Linked DNA regions of Mus musculus: region 1 is linked to region 2. A link is a contact called in public Hi-C data. All regions are on one chromosome and are shown on one strand. The core of a region is the stretch at or near the end of the contact, and the rest is flanking DNA. Distances in the headings are between cores, read along the strand shown.

Evidence for each region. A called contact is a pair of places that touch in the nucleus more often than the background predicts.
Region 1: a Hi-C map of cerebral cortex shows a contact between it and region 2, with 2.4 times the contacts expected there. A contact is called at or near these places in 1 of 39 promoter capture datasets (hippocampal neurons) and 6 of 484 Hi-C or Micro-C datasets (the G1E-ER4 cell line, brain, cerebral cortex and 2 more).

The regions. Positions count from the first base shown.
Region 1 is chr19:22,462,236-22,465,101 of GRCm38.p6, forward strand. All of the region lies in intron 1 of Trpm3 (transient receptor potential cation channel, subfamily M, member 3), which reads left to right. Among named protein-coding and RNA genes, the nearest start is that of Gm33649, 12 kb to the right of the region's middle.
Region 2 is chr19:22,352,874-22,355,625 of GRCm38.p6, forward strand. It overlaps a transcript of Trpm3 not described here. Among named protein-coding and RNA genes, the nearest start is that of Trpm3, 94 kb to the right of the region's middle.

The DNA of each region.
Region 1 (2,866 bases), core at 221-2,720, 110 kb after region 2:
ATTTGCTGTGGAGCCAAGAAGAGCTGATGCTGCAGAAGTCTGCAGAGAGAGTCTTCCTTGCTTAGAGGAGGTTGGCCCCTTTTAACATCTGGTCCCTGCCTTGACATTATGGAGCATAATATGTCCTAACCAAAGTCTTATGGTTTTAATGTAAGCCACATCTAAAAGCACTCTCATAGAAATATCTGGAATGTTTGACCAAATCCAAATACCTGGGTGCCATGGCCCAGACAGCCTGGCATATATCAGTCATCATATAGGTCTTTGTTAATTACTCATGCTAGATGCAAATGACAATTTTCTTCTAAACTCAACCTTTAGCATATCCAGTAGTAGAATGAAAGTGCATCCTACCCACAGAAGTTGTAGCCTTCTTTGTTCTGGGGCTCCACAGGCTTCCATTTCTGTACTTATCTCTATACTTTTCTTTGGAGCCTAACTTTTTCTCTTCCCCTACTCTCCCCTAACATTTGCCAGGGCACCACTTTCTAAGTGATCTTGAATTTTCATTCCCTACATCGAGCTTCTCTGTGACGCCTGTGGACTAATCTCACTGTGATCAATATTTCCAGCTGACTTGAAGTTTACCATTCTGAATTTGTATTTTTGAAAAAACAAAATGCACAGCAGCACATTCTTTATAAATCATGTGATAATAACTGAATGCAAATGAGATTTTGTGACATTTTAATTAATACAGAATTACCATGCAAGAAGTTGTTCTGCATACAATAGATTGTTAATATTTTAGTCAGCATTGACCTGTTTTCACTGGCATTATTCTGAAGGCCCAAAGTTCATACACATTTAATATTCAATGTGCATATTGGTTTTGTTTTTGTGTACTAAGTCACACATCAACATGAAAATATATGAAACTGGGTTTACTCCCTATTTGTTTTTTCTCTATTCATTTTTGTATTCTTTCCACAATGTTTATTCTACAATAATCACCTGTGTCATGTCACAAATTGTGCTATATTAGAAGTTGCAAGATGAAAACTGCTAATCCTTTGATCAAAAAGGGCTAATGATGGCAGTAGAGGTCAGAGAAGGACATTGGGGATATTTTTGTATTGGGAGTTAAGATGCACACACAAAGCACAGCGAAGAAAGGTAGCCAGGCTTTCTTTTTTTTTTTTTTTTTTCTTTTAAAGAAAGACAACATCTGATGGAAAATGGAGGAGTTTGGAAGAGTGGGTAAAAAGGAAACTGTTGGACAATAGAGTGCCATAAAAGAAAAACAAGAAATATCCAGGGACTTGGCCAGGGCAGGACAGGGACTTGCAAAAAGGGAGCAGACATTTGGAAAGGGTGAGGGCTGTGTAGCAGGGAGGGAGCCCCAGGAGGCTGGGGGTTGTTATTGAGGAGGGTATGAGGTGTTCATTAGCTGGGCTGTACAGCTCGTACTCACTCAGCAGACTGCCGAGTTTAGGCTGCTCAGTTGAAGTGCAACACTGCCACCTCCTCACCCTCTGCCTCAAAGCTTTGTAGATAGCACCACTTCCCCCAGCTGTGCCAATGCAGGGGCGAACCCAAATTCATTAGTCATTTAATGTGGGAACTGTTCAGCACCAGCAGGATGCTCTTGAGAGGGTTTTCACTGTGGGAGGGATGCTTTGCTGTTCTTTCTTTCTTCTCTTTTCCTTTTTTTTTTTTTCTCCATAATTTATATTTTTGTGCCCCTGGCAAACTCATTTTCCATATCCAAACAACTTTGCCAAACTGCTTCATGGAGAAGCATCTCATTGTATTTTATGCATTCTAAAGAGCTTTGTCCAGGATGATAATGGCCTTCAGAGAATTACAGTAAACAAATGTTGTGGCAAGAATACTTTTCTTTTGCTCTGGAAATCTCTGAAATATAAAGCAAAGGGAAGAATGGGCATGCTTAGTTTTAGTTACTTGGTCACACTAGCAAGGGAAGGGTGCTGACATATGGGTCTTTCCTCAACAAGTGGGCCTATTCCATAATTTGGGTCTTTCCTCAACAAGTGGGCCTATTCCATAATTTGGGGTTCTTGAGTTCTGAACTGATTCTCTGAGGTGGGCAACTTCCAACAGTCCATGAATGCATCCAACAAATAACCTAGTTGAGGTAATACTAGAACATCATAAGGAGACTTTCCTGACAAATTGTATAACTTACGTTGAGCATCATTAATGAATTTTTACCATAACCTCAATAATAGTTACAGTCACTGTGTGGCCATCCTTGCCAAAGCACATTAATTTGCAAATGGTGTCCTCTCCAGTTAAGATTGCCTTCATGATCAGTGCTGAAGGTTCAGGATAGCTAACCTTTATTGCTGGCTTGTAGAATCTTCCATCTCCCAGGGCCAGCTAAATCTTCTAAATAACAGTGGCTCGACCATGAGTAGCCTTTGCTATACAAAAGATACCTTACATCTGCCTGTCCTTGTCACCAGAAGGCATCACTCCTCTCTTTTACATACCAGGGCCTGGGATCAGGCAAGTAGGGCTCACCCCTGTAACACAGAGCCCAGTAGTAGTACACCAAGGAGCAAAGCCCAAATGATTAGCAGGCTCTGCCTCACTTCCCCAGGACGCTGAACAGAGCAGACCTAAACCTACTCCTTTGCTCCCGACCACTAGGTTTTTGATTGATTTTTGTTTTCAAGTGATCATGTGTCTCACAGGCACCTCCTCTAGAATTGCAGTCTAGCGAACTGTTTTCCTGAGCCGCTTCTGTGACTGTCCCAGGCCTTCGTATCCCAAGGATCTGCTACCCACAGCACTTCTATGTCAGATTTACTTTGGTTTTGTATTAAGTTGTATCCCGAGCTTTTGTCCTCGCCAGCAAGAACACACTCAGGACAACCGGAATCTTCTGCGGCAAAGCTTT
Region 2 (2,752 bases), core at 93-2,592:
GGTCTCATAATATAATTTAGGACTCAAGCACTAGCTTAGACTGTACCATGACAAACCACAGGGACGGTACAAAGAAGAAGTGGGCAGAGGGGGGAGGTCCTGATAGAATGATGGACAGGAAGGTCTTTGATGCGAGGTGATTTTTAAGAGAGTCAGAGTCATCTTGCAGTAGTACCTCAAACTATCTACAAAGAAAAGGGCCAGGGCCAGGGTCTTGCATGATGACCAGACTGTGACATTAAGGACAAAGATGTAGGCTGGAGTGGAGTGGGGATCAGGCAGCGTGGAATTACATTGGGCTTCACACAAGGGGCAAGATCACATACAGAAAAACATAGTTTGTGCTGAAACCTTATGCTTGCTATCATCTATCTATCTATCTATCTATCTATCTATCTATCTATCTATCTATCTATCTATCTATAGCTATATATAGATAGCTTTGAGGCAGTTGCTTATTTACTATTAGGGTTTGTTTGTTTTATTTTAGTTAGTTTGATTTTTTTGGGTGGGGGCAAGGTCTCATGTAGCTCAGGCTGGCTTCAAAATCCTTTTGTAGCCAAGGCTAGCCTTGGACCAGTCTTTCTGCCTCCACTTCCCAAGTGCCAGGATTACAACTATGCACTATTATGGCCAATTAGATGAGTATTTATGGAAAAATGTGGGGTATCTAAATAGGAGCCTGAATATTTGGTTTTACAGATCTCAGGATGGAAGACGCGTACTGTGAGGGAAAGTAGACTGCTATGCCTTGAAGTGTGCGTCCTTAAAACTCACACATTGAACACATTGCTTTTAGCATCCTGGAATGTGTCTATATAGGAGATGAAGTCTTACAAGAACAAAGCTAAAATGACATTAAGAGAAGCCCTAGTGTGTCAGGTTTTCTCATCGGGAGGAGGTTAAGACTCGGACAGGAATACAAGAACGACCTGGTGAAGGCAGGAAGAAAAGAAACACAGCAAGCAAAAGAGAGGCTGCAGAAGAAACTAACATTGCCAGCGCTTCATCTTGAATTTGTAGAGTTCAGAACCATGAAATCCTCGTGGGGTGGGGGTAAGGTCCGGGTCCTGTTGTCTAAGCGCTAAGCCTCCCCTGCCCCATTTTAGTGCTTTGTTCTAGCAGTCAGGGAAGAATATATGTGGGTATTTAGAATCTTCCAGTGTAGTATGCAGCACTAGCCTGACAGCTTTAGCAGTGGTTTGTGCATCTTGTTGCACCCCCACCCCACCACCCGCCGCTCTTATATGGCTCCCTCACACGCTGAATTGTATTCCTCTCTGTAACTGATTGGAAATGAGGTGACTGCCAAGGCTGAGTCACGTAAAACACTGTGGCATTGCCTTGTTTTGTCATGGCTCACTGCCTCTGAAGAAAGCCAGCTGCCCCACTGTAAGGACATTGTAGCCTCATATAGAGGTTCGAATGTTATAAAGAACGCAGACCGTGTCAGGTGGGCACGCTCATGAGCAACCTCTAAGTGCCCCAGCTCCGCAGGACCCTGGATCCATCCTCAGTACACACCTTGAGTGACACCCCGCCCAGTCATGCTGCCTAGTCTTCCTGACCTGTAGTAGGGATTGTGCGATAATAAGTATATATTGTAGCCGTAAACCACTCAGTCTGAGCTGGGGGCAGTTGGTGCCGTAGCAACCGATTAGTAATATAAAAAATTAAAGAGAAAAGGACAGCGGCAATGCAGCTACCTTCTTTCTGGTGAATCTAAAAGTGGGTCAGCGGGATTTCATTCAGCCCGAATTAAAGAAAAAGACGTTCGCTCCGCTGCAGAGAAATCTGCAGCCTGGGGTGATATTTTTAAAGGCCCAGCTAAATTTTTGTCTTTTAGAGTTTTTGAAACTTTGGCATTTTTCCCAAACTCTGTAAGAATTTCTGATGGTAACAACAACACCTACGATTCATTTAACAAAGATTTAAAGCACATTTTTTTCACATCGACTTCTGTGTTCAATTTAATTTGGAAGACTGCAGTTCTCTAGAGTTCCCTGGAATTTGTATAACTTTCTAAATTGATCAAAGCTCTTCCCTGTGGAAGGATGGATGCAAGTTTTTTTTTTTTTGATGTAGATGACACCTTTGAAAATTAAAACCTGAGTCCTTCCCACCCTAGTATGCCTTTTAATTTTGCATCAACTACCTATACCAAGAACTGAGTGGCTGACAGTATCTACATATATTTAAAACCACTGTTTCCTAGAAAATGAATATTTGATATTGAAACTTTAATTGTCAAATTGTATCCAGAGAGAAAAAGTGTGCTTTGGGCTATAAGTGAAGTTCATTTACAAAATGAACAGTGAAATTCAGTCTTTGGCAAAACATGGCCATTCTCCTGAATCTTAGTGGAAGGTCAGGAGGGACGGGGAAAGCTAGCCAACTGTCAGCAAGTTGCAGTCAGGGTAACAGACCCTGGTCTTCTGCTGCACAGAGGGTGACTGTAGGTGGAAATGGATAGATTAGACATTTCAAAAATCTGAAGAGGTTTTGTAGGTTTTACCATAAAAATCACAAATATTTAAAGCAATATTTAAAGTTTAACCTGATTTAGATATTGTGACATGTGTTCACACATCAAAATAATACACAATAATACCCCACCCATATATAGACCTTCATGGTTTATATGTCAGTTGAAACTAAAGTTTCTAAAGGGTATAAGATTTATTCTACTTCCTCTTATCTTACCCTATGCTATTTAGAACAGAACAATTCACACTACTGACTAGTGAAGCAG